Linked DNA regions of Capra hircus: region 2 is linked to region 1. A link is a contact called in public Hi-C data. All regions are on one chromosome and are shown on one strand. Each heading gives the region's core, a stretch centred on a gene start, on an enhancer-like site or on the middle of the called end of the contact. The rest is flanking DNA. Distances are from core to core; before and after follow the strand shown.

Region 1 (5,764 bases), core at 1,955-4,454:
ACAATCACCTAAATAACTACTTAATTTCAATCAGTGTAAGAATACTCAATAGCAGCACCAGACATAAGAACTCAATTGTGACTCCATGGAATGTAGCCCGCTAGGCTCCTCTGTCTATGGGATTTCCAGGCAAGAAGACTGGAGTGGGTTGCCATTTCCTTCTCCAGGTGATTTTATATTTTATATTGATAGTTGATTAACAATGTTGTGTTAGTTTTAGGTGTACAGCAAAATGAATCAGTTATACATATACAAGTATCCTTTTTCAAATCTTTTCCCTTTTAAGTTAATACAGAATATTGAGCAGGGTTCCCTACGTTGTATAGTGGGCCATAATGGCTTTGATTTGCATTACCCTAATGACTAGTGAAGAGGAACTAAAAAGCCTCTTGGTGAAAGTGAAAGTGGAGAGTGAAAAAGTTGACTTAAAGCTCAACATTCAGAAAATGAAGATCATGGCATCTGGTTCCATCACTTCATGGGAAATAGACGGGGAAACAGTGGAAACAGTGTCAGACTTTATTTTGGGGGGCTCCAAAATCACTGCAGATGGTGACTGCAGTCATGAAATTAAAAGACACTTACTCCTTGGAAGAAAATTTATGACCAACCTAGATAGCATATTCAAAAGCAGAGACATTACTTTGCCAACAAAGGTCCATCTAGTCAAGGCTATGGTTTTTCCTGTGGTCATGTATGGATGTGAGAGTTGGACTGTGAAGAAGGCCGAGCGCCGAAGAATTGATGCTTTTGAACTGTGGTGTTGGAGAAGACTCTTGAGAGTCCCTTAGACTGCAAGGAGATCCAACCAGTCCATTCTGAAGGAGATCAGCCCTGGGATTTCTTTGGAAGGAATGATGCTAAAGCTGAAATTCCAGTACTTTGGCCACCTCATGCGAAGAGCTGACTCATCGGAAAAGACTTTGATGCTGGGACGGATTGGGGGCAGGAGGAGAAGGGGACGACCCAGGATAAGATGGCTGGATGGCATCACTGACTCGATGGATGTGAGTCTGAGTGAACTCTGGGAGTTGGTGATGGACAGGGAGGCCTGGCGTGCTGCAATTCACAACTGAGCAACTGAACTGGACTGAATGACTAGTGATGTTAAGTATTTTTTCGTGTACTTATTGAGTGCATGCTCAGTCATTAAGTCATGTCCGACTCTTTGCAACTCCATGGACTTAGCCCACCAGGCTCCTCTGTCCATGGAATTTTTCCAGGCAAGAATACTGAAGTGGGTTGCCTTTTCCTACTCCAAGGATTCCTGACCCAAGGATCAGACAAGGTCTCTTGCATCTCCTGCATTGGCAAGTAGATTCTTTAGCAGTAGCACCACCTGGGAAACCTGTGCATCTTCTTTACAGAAAAGTCTACTCAAGTCCTTTGCTAATTTTTTTTTCTGCTGTCATTGAATTATAGCTCTTTATATGTACTCTGGATATTAATTCCTTATCAGATACATGATTCATAAATACTTCTCCTATTCTGTATGTTGCCTTTTCACTCCCCTGATAGTGTTGTTTGATCAACAAAGTTTTTAATTTGATGAGTAAATAAAATTCGTCTTTTTTTTCCTTTGGTGTTACCTACAAAAAAATCATGGCCAAATCCACTGTCATGAAGATTCCCCCCATGTTTTCTTCTATGAATGCTAGTTTTAGGTCTTTCATTTAGGTATATAATTCATTTTGAGCTAATTATTGTATATGGCAAAAAGTAAGGGTTTAATTACATTCTTTTGCATTTATTGAAAAGCCTGTCCTTCCCCCAGTGAATTGTCTTGGCAACCATGTCAAAAATCATTCGCTCTTGTATGTGAGGGTTAGCTTTCATTCTCTTGGACAAACTTTTAAAAAGTTTTTAATCCTTTATATCATTATTACCTATAAAACACAACTTAAGTGAAAATCTTTTTGTATTAACAGTAACTTTGCTGAAATGACAGCAAGAAACTTAACTTTAGAGAAAAAACATAACTTTTAATGCTATACATGTCTTCAATATGTTAGTCAAATATGGCTGCTACACAACAAAACCCAGAAACAAGCAATATTAATTTAATTCAGTAGTCTGATATATAGCTAGCTTTCATTTAAAAACCATAGCTTTACATATCACGTGTGGAAAATTGTTAATTCATAATCTTCCTACTCCCCTTGAAGACGGCAAGTTAAAATTTTAAATAACCTCCTGCTCATTCTACTTCTGTAATTCAGCTTGCCCCTTGCAAAGTCTAGATCACGTAGGTCACGTAGTCTCAGAAAGTGGGGACTTACAATACTAGGAACTGGAGCTAATCTCACTCATCCTTGTCTGCTCTTCCCAATTATCCAGCCCCTGCAAACCTGCTTAATCACGCCTGTCTGTGGAAAGGTCAGGCATCCCCCTCCCCATCTTGACCACTGTACCCGGGTATGCAAAACCCCTTAGTTTAAACCAGCCTATTAGCAGCTAGTGATGCCCACTATAGTTTGTGTATAAAAACTCTGTAATCCCTTTGCTCGGGGCTCAGAGCTTGGAGTGTTAACTTCTCTGGGCCCGCCAGCGTAATAAACCTGAGTTCTCCACCTCTCTGACTGTGGTGCTTGGTTTCTTAATTACTGGTTTCTGCAGCACCCTTATCAAATGATCAGCATGTTTATAACTATCACTAACTTGTCAGAAGAAGGTTAAACAGTCTGCAGATTCTTTGAATTGAGTCCTCAATTTTCTAAAGCAAACATTCAAAGAAATCCATCCCTCTCCCTCACTCCACGACATGGAACACTGCTAGAGAGTTCTAGAAGAGACATTCTCTGACATTGTCCTTAGTATTCTAGAAGTTTCAAATAGTAAAGCACAGCATCTGACTCTGTGAAAACTCCAAACGTGGCATTTCCATTGTGATATTATGCCACTAGGCAATGCTTCTATTCTGTCAGCTGTTTTCATCTTCCATACTTTCGTTTGTATGCCTGGGCCCCTGAGTGCTACTAAGGCGCTATTCCTGGCCCTGGGCAGAGCAGTTGCCCAACACCCAGAAAGACGGACCTGAGCACGTCACAACCTCTTCGCCGCGGCCTTCCCACCAGAGGGCGCCCGAGCCTCGCCCGCCGGTCCGCGGCACGGCGGAGCGCGCCGTGGCCACTGCGCAGGCGTAGGCCCGCCTCCTGGCGCGACTCCGCCTCCTCACTCGGCCCCGCCCACGCCCCGCCCCCTGGGGCCGCGCGGCGGCGACGGAAGCATGGAGGGCGAGAGCACGTCGGCGGTGCTGTCTGGGTTTGTGCTCGGCGCGCTCGCCTTCCAGCACCTCAACACCGACTCGGACACGGTGAGCCGAGGGCGGGGGCGGGATCCGGCGTCGCTTCGGAAGGGGCCCCCCAACCCCGTGCGCTTGGGCGACCTCCGGGCCGACGCTGCTCGGGTCCCGCCCGTGGGCTTCCCGCCGCCGCCGACGCCCAGGCTCTCTGCCGTGGAGCTGCCTTCTCTCGCTCCCGGGAGGTCCTAGAGATTTCTTCTCCAGGTTCAGCTCCCCTCTAGCAACCAGTGTTTGCGTTTTCGTGCCCCGCACGCCCCCGTGTCTCTCGGCAGTCCCCCTTTTCTGGTCGAACTCGGCCGTGAAGGAATAGAAAGTTCACACAGCGTTCCCGCCGCGGCTCGGAACGTTGCGGGTTAACTTGCTCCTCGCTCCCGACCGTGGTTTTCCCAGACAACTCGGTGTTTCCCTTGCGGAGCCGCAGCTGGGCACCTTTGCTCAAATGGATGGCTTGTAAAGGAAAGATGGATGATGCCACCGGTGGCTATTTTGGCGTCAGTCTTAGTACGCGGAGAAGATGTATATCTTGACTTGTTTGCGTTGGTGTCAAATCTATTAAGCTATGGCCTCAGCTTTCGCTTATAAACATTTAAGTATAACCTCCAATATTAAATATTTAAATGCTGACTTCACACTTTGCCTAGGTTCAAAACCTCTAGATAAAGTTAAGTAGTGAAGTAGGTTTTTAAAATATAGCCTATTTTTAACTTTTATGTTTATGAAACTAACTGCTGCTAAGTCACTTCAGTCGTGTCCGACTCTGTGCCACCCCATGGACGGCAGCCCACCAGGCTCCCCCGTCCCTGGGATTCTTCAGGCAATAACACTGGAGTGGGTTGCCATTTCCTTCTCCAATTATGAAACTAAAAACCACTGTAAAACTTTGAGCCCGAGAAATAGTGTCATAAAGAGTAAGTGTTTTGTGTTAGCCGTTCAGTGGTGTCCGACTCTTTGCGACCCTATGGGCTGTATAGCCTGCCAGGCTCCTCTGTCCTTGGTATTCTCCAGGCAAGAATACTGGAGTGGGTTGCCATTCCTTTCTCCAGGGGATCTTCCTGACCCAGGAATCGAACGTAGGCCTCCTGCATGGCAGGCAGATTCTTGGCCGTCTGAGCCACCAGGGAGGTGCTTAGTAACTTGCTAATAGGGTTTAGAGAATATTGTACTGTTCGGAGCTTTGTGATTTCTGCTAAATTTTGTGCCTTTCATTTTGTAATAAAGGCTTGTCTCTTCCAAAATAGTTTTTTGGCGCAATCCTAATAATCACTTCATGGCAGATACATGGGGAAACAGCGGAAACAGTGTCAGACTTTACTTTTGTGGGCTCCAAAATCACTGCAGATGGTGACTGCAGCCATGAAATTAAAAGACGCTTACTCCTTGGAAGAAAAGTTATGACCAACCTAGACAGCATATTGAAAAGCAGAGACATTACTTTGCCAACAAAGGTCCGTCTAGTCAAGACTATGGTTTTTCCAGTGGTCATGTATGGATGTGAGAGTTGGACTGTGAAGAAAGCTGAGCACTGAAGAATTGAACTGTGGTGTTGGAGAAGACTCTTGAGAATCCCTTGGACTGCAAAGAGATCCAACTAGTCCATTCTAAAGAAGATCAGTCCTGGGTGTTCATTGGCAGGATTGATGCTGAAGCTGAAACTCCAGTACTTTGGCCACCTTATGTGAAGAGTTGACTCATTGGAAAAGACTCTGATGCTGGGAGGGATTGGGGGCAGGAGGAGAAGAGGACGACAGAGGATGAGCTGTTGCATCACCAACTCGATGGACATGAGTCTGAGTGAACTCTGGGAGTTGGTGATGGACAGGGAGGCCTGGCGTGCTGCGATTCATGGGGTCGCAAAGAGTCATACATGACTGAGCAACTTAACTAATAAGGTTGGAATGGATAGCTTTCATGTATGCAAATTTAAATTACATTGTAGCTTAACACCTAGCATAGAGCAAATACATGATGATTTAAAATACGTGTGTTGTGGAAATTATCTTCAAATATCTTAGTGTAAATATAAACAGAATGGGTCTAATCCTGTGTAGCTTAAAGGATTAGCACTTGCAAAGTACCATACTGTTAGGGCTTTGCTTCTCAGATCTTTTTCCTAAAGCCTTTGAAAGGTGGTTTTCTGGGTAGTTGTATTGTCTTCTGTTGTCTCTTTTCCAGGGCTTTGCCTAGAACACTAGAGAGTAGATTGTGGATCGTTCCCCTTTGATTCTAATGAAGACTCACCTGGTGGAAACATTGTTTTGCATTCTTCTTTTAATGAATTTTTAAAAATAGTCTTAACTAATTATAAAGATTAAATATTCATTGTCAAGCACGTTTTGTCTCTAAATGTACCAAGAGAAATAATTGAATTCTCTGAAATTCACAGAAGTCACTGCTGTTGTGGCAAAATGCCTACATCTTAAAAAGAACCAAGCTCCTCTTTTATAAAGCAGACTCTGATATTGA
Region 2 (5,764 bases), core at 1,385-3,884, 130 kb before region 1:
ACCAGGAAAGTCCTGTTAGAGATATTTAGATTGAAGCAACCAAAATTAACTCTGGATGACTTAAACTAAAAGCAGTAAATTAGAAGGGCATGTGGTAACTTATCAAGTCAAAAGAAATGTATCAGGCCCCAAGGAGGAAACAGAGCAGCTTTGAAGATCTCGGTAGCAGGAAATAACAACCAGATTCATGTGATCAACCCTTGGCCCAAGGAGAGGCATCTTGACTGACAGGCCCACTAAGAACCCAGTTAAGGGGGATGCTTCTGCTACTCAAAAAAAAAAAAGGAAAAGACACAGAAGAGTCCATATGTCCCTTAGAGCCTGTAAACCTAGTGTAAACTCCTCTAGGTCCTACGGTGTGCCATGTACCCTTGAGCAGAGTGAAGCATAATAGTCTTTGAAGAGTCTCCACAATAATTGGCGTGATCTCTGAGCGCTGGCGTTTTCCTCCCAGAACATTTTGACGAACAGTACGTGGTGATGCCATAAGGAAAACAGGAATTAAAAGGGCCATTATCCATATAGTTAAAGCCAGATCCTCATGACTTGTTGAAGCAAATCACTCTATTCCTTCATTCATCATGCCTTTGTTGAGTGATTGGGCTGTTTTGACATTTTCCTCTAGAAAAATCTGCCTTCAGTCCCCACACCTTCTCCCCCACCTCCAACACATGCGCAGTACGCACACGCATACACTTCTAGGCACTGTGTTTCTGATCATAATGGCAGCAGAAAGAGCTTCAACCTAGAAATCTGAATCTCTTCTTCCTCATTTGTAACAGCCTAATTTACATGGCTCAATCGAGGGGATGTATGCAAAGCTGCTTACATGCACAGAAAAATAAGATAGAATTTTATTGCTAAGAAAGTATTATTTCTGAACCATTTCCCCATTTCAGGGCTTTAACTCCCTCTTTCTTCACTCCTCCTTCTTCAATTTCAGAAGCCTGATGACCAGTGGTGGTTTAGGGGGAGGAGATGGTGGTTTGGTTTTTGTTTTTTTAAAAGATAGAACAAACAGCCAGTAACTCAAATCCCAAGAGGAAAAGGTACAGACTAAAAATAATTGAATATTTTAATATTACTGTTTAATATTAAGTAGCAAGTGATATGGGGGTCTATTCCCAGGAAGGCTCTGAAACATGTGGCTAGGTTTCCATAGCACCTCGGGGGACCTCCCTGGCGATCCAAAGGTTAAGACTTCACTCTTCCACTGCAGGTTAGGTCCCTGGAAGGAAATGGCAACCCACTCCAGTATTCTTGCCCAGATAATCCCAGGGACAGAGGAGCCTAGTGGGTTTCCGTCTACCGGGTAGCACAGAGTCAGACATGACTGATCCGACTTAGCAGCAGCAGTGGAACCTAAGATCCCACATGCTATGTGGTGGGGCAAAAAAGAAAAAAACAAAATTGACACTTTGGATCTAATCTAGTAAAACACACAGCAGCCGGCATGCCTGGTAACTGTGTCCACCTGTGTCCCAGACTGAGTGGGGTAGTCTATTGGCCTACCATCCACAGGAATACAGTCCATCAGCCGTTCTCCAGCGGCCTCCTCTCAGGCTGGTTTTGTTGCTTACACGATTCATCCTGCCCTTCTTCGCCTCACGGGAGGGAGGCACCACTCCTCTCCTCTGGCCACCACCCCCATGCAAGTCATCGTGGGTCCTCCTCAGCCATGCTCCAAGGCTTCTCCAGGTTCCTCCTTGGCTGCCAGTCAATTCCCCACCCCTGCTGGTAAGTTGCTCTGTGCAACTTCACTCGCACCTGTGGGTGAGCCATGGGAGGACACTGTGCCTACACACGCCACACCATTCTGCTCTTCTTCAGCTGCGCCATCTTAGCATGGGCGCTGGGACAGAAGGACTTCAAAGGCTTGCTGCCTTAAAGCTCACCTGGGAAATAAGAGGCAGGTCCTCTCTGCTCTGACATCCTTCCAGATGAATTTAAAATGTCTCTCCTTTCTCATCCTCCACCTCCACTACACGGCTCAGCGCAGAAGGCTCCTCTCAGACACTCAACAGCATCAAAGTCTCGGTCATGTTCTGTCTGAAACTTGGCTTCTAACATTAGACTTAGACTTTAATGCCTGTCTGATGGGAAGCTACTACCACACCATTGCACATGCTTTCCAGACAACAGTTAGAAAGGTAACTCAATGCTTAAGGCCTCCTTTTTTCTTTCAAAAGTTTGACTCTTCCAATAGGAAGCTTGATTTGCAATATAATAATAAATGCGGCTATGCATTTTTTTAATCACATGAAACTCAGTTTTTACACTTTCTAGGGCCAAAGCAGTAAATGCTAACAGTGGCCTATGGATCAACAAGAAAATTGCAGAAAAAGAAAGCATTGGTTATTATTTTGCAGTTCTATCTTGTCACACTAGTCTGTGTCACGTGAGGACTTGGAAGTATAAACAATGAAGGCATTTGGATATGGTTTTCGAAAGTCAAATAATAAGTTAAACTAAGTCAGCAGAAGTCTTGGGAACTGTATTTAGCTTCACTGAAAGTCAGAGCTTGAAAGACCTGAGAATTCATCTTTGTCTAACCCCCTCCCTGCACATATAAGGCTCTGAAGCTTTGGAAAGCGGAGAACAGATGGAATCAAATGAGTCACCCAAGGACATGGAAACAGACACTCTTTTTTTTATTTTTAGCTACAATCTATTCAGTGCTTGCTCCCTGGCAATCCCTCTGCTGTCACTACATAGTCATTGTCTCATTTACTCCTCTCAGCACTCCTGAGAATTGGTATGATTAAACTCATTTTACAAGGGAGTAGCTGGGGCTTACAGAGGTTAATTTATCTGCCCAATGTCACATAGCTACTGTATGAAGAGCCAGTTTGCAATGCCATGATGCTGGATGCCAAAACCAGGCTTCTTACCTGGACCTACTGTGTTTCAGATACCAAGCTGAGGGCTTGGTAAAAAAAGAAAAGAAAAAAAGGAAAAATAAGGTACCCTACGTGGCCCTGAGTCTCTGGATCTGCTAACAAAACAAGCTCCTGTGGTCTACTGTTGTGACCCGCAGCAATATTTCTATCAGGTCAGGAAGTTGGATTTCTCCTTGGAAATCTATTCAGTGTCAACTACTCATTCACGGGCAATGTCGTTATGAGCAAAGATCATAGGACTTGGGGTCTGAAGGCTCTGGTTCTAACCTCAACTCTGATACCTACTCATCAGTTATGAGTCCTGGGTGAGCCTCTTTTCTCTACCTGCAAAAGTATAAAATTTCCATCCGAGTTAATTCATAGAACTGTTGTGAATTTCAAAGAAGATCATAGACTTGAAAGCCCTCAGCACGAAGTGAAGAATTACTGTATTAATAAATACACATCTGAAGTCACATTGCATATTCTTCTAAAAGATTTCAAAACTCTTTATAAATATAGTCAGCTCATGAAAATTTTGGAAAGCACAATGTGGTTCATAGTGGGAAGGGAAGAAGGAGGAAGGAAATGAACCACAGATCAATTGAATAGCATTAACCATGTCCTGGCTCAGAAGTAGATTAGTGGTTCCATGGATATTCAACTTATTAGTAGGTTTCTTAATTACGTATGTGATACAGACATCCTTTCTTATGTATTAACTGTTGAATAATAAATGTTTGAATTTTTAACAAAGAAAGGAAGGTATTACTGACAAAAAAAATCTGTGGACCCTTTTCTGGAGATCTTTTATGTTTGGGGTTCTTTTATGGAGGGAGCTTAAGACCACACAGATTTGAAGGATGGAGAGGGAATAAAAGCAGGATCCCTAACCTACTGACCTCTCTAATTCAGACTCCATCAAGTTTCAGCCTTAGTACAATTGGGTGCCCACTTTGCCTGTTTGAATGGAAAGAGACCATTTCCTTTTCTAAGAAAAAAACTTTCATCTAGTCTAGAGAGATACCACAGTCGTCATAACTATAAATTTATTTGGAAGAACAACTGGGCTTTACACAGGCCATCTGGAGAAGACAAATGCTTCATGTAAGCATGTGGGAAATTTCACCGACAACATATGCAGCTAAATGAACTGTCTTCAGCATTGCCAAAAAAGAAAATTCCATTACACATGGGGAAGGTATCTCAATCATCACCTTAAAATAAATACACGTCCATCTTTTAATTTAACTAAAACATACCTAAAGTGTAGCTATGTTTCTTTTCAATGTACTGACAACCAAATATACAGCCTCTGCAGAGAGATGCCTTAGGTTCAACTCCACAGGGACAGCTCTGAAATCACCACATTCATTTGCTCATGTTTTTAAAAAATATACATCTTCCTACCACCTCTCCTGGTTTGTACACCTTCCACTCCTCTGAACACTGGATATGACATCATGGAAGAGTGTTAGACAGTAAATCAGAAATTTGAGTCCTGCCCTCATCACTAATTCACAGTGACCACAAACCCTGTTACCAATCTGTTTTCATTTACTCCCCTCTAAAACAAAGAATAACTCCTTCCCTATTTACATCTCAGAGTTTTCTGTGAAGGTACTATTAACACCTCACATTAGCAGAATATTTTATAGTTTAATAAGTGTTTAAGTATATTATTTCAGTAACAACTTTATGCCCATTTTATAGATTTTTAAAAATTGATGCTGAACATTCCCTGGTAGTCCAGTGATTAAAAATCCGCCTGCCGATGCAGGGGACACGGGTTCCATCACTGGGCAGGGAAGATGCCACATGCTGCAGGGCAGCTAAGCCTGGGCACCACCACTACTGAGCCCATGTGTCCTAGAACCCATGCTCTAAAAATAAAAATTAAAAATTAAATAACAACAAGAGAAGTCACAGTAAAGAGAAGCCTGCGTACTGCAACTAGAGAGTAGCCCCCTGCCCCTTGCCACAATTAGAAAAAAGCCCCTATACAGCAACAAAGACCCAGCACAGCCAAAAATAAATGGGTAGCCAATTCCTCCTCCAAGGGGTCTTCCCGCCCCAGGGATCACACCCCTGTCTCTTATGTCTCCTGCACTGGCAGGTGGATTCTTTACCTGAGCCACCTAGGGGGTCCTCAAAAAAATAAATACATAAATAAATCTAAATAAATGAATAATAAATTTTTATTAGTTTGGAACCATACTGTGGGGAGCCTAGAATTCCAAGCTAAGGAACTGACCTTTGTTTGGCACCTAGTAAGGAACCAGGATAGGATGAAAGGGTATTTTAGGAAGCTGAATCTAATGGTGGCTTCAGATTTGGAGAGTTTTGGTTCCAAGACTGTTATAATCTAGCAACGGAGTGAACAGGTCTGAATCCTGCCTGAATGGTGATGACAGAAAAGAAGAAAGGAGTGAGCCTAAAGGAAAATTCCAATTGCGTGTATAGGGCAGGGGAAGGTAAAAGGTTCAGATATTGCCAGACAGGTTGATGGGGAGACAAAGGTGAGAGAGAAGAACCAGAAGACATACAGTATCAATGAATCAGAAAAGCAATTGAAATGCTGAGGCAAAGAGTTAGAATTAAGGAAAACAAGTGATAGGAGTGGCAGCCATTTTGAAAACTAGAGCAGTAAAATATTTATAAAGAACTATCTTAGATGTATACTAGCTGTGACTCCATCTCAAAAGCTGTGGGGCCTTATGCAGCCTCCTAGCCTCTGTGGGCTTCACTCCTGATCACCTGAAAATGAGGATAATAATTCTTACATCCTAGGGTCAGAGTCCCGGGTATACAGAACACACAGTAGCAATGACACCTACTTTCGCAACGCAAAAGAGTCAGACAGGAGACTGCCCTGGCTGAGCAGT

What was found. Hi-C and Micro-C count contacts between places; a contact is called where the count stands out from the background.
Region 2: a contact with region 1 is called in a Hi-C map of liver, with 5 times the contacts expected there. The contact joins the enhancer-like site here to the promoter of FAM175A in region 1. A contact is called at or near these places in 4 of 5 Hi-C or Micro-C datasets (blood and liver).

The regions. Positions count from the first base shown.
Region 1 is chr6:98,707,409-98,713,172 of ARS1.2, reverse strand. It overlaps FAM175A (BRCA1-A complex subunit Abraxas), which reads left to right and starts at 3,204. Exons shown (of 9, transcript XM_018049680.1): 1 at 3,204-3,313. The coding sequence starts at 3,227.
Region 2 is chr6:98,835,166-98,840,929 of ARS1.2, reverse strand. No RefSeq gene overlaps it. Among named protein-coding and RNA genes, the nearest start is that of GPAT3, 92 kb to the right of the region's middle. Within about 2 kb of position 2,634, at least 2 of the 5 cell types and tissues checked have an H3K27ac peak or open chromatin away from gene starts, as enhancers often do.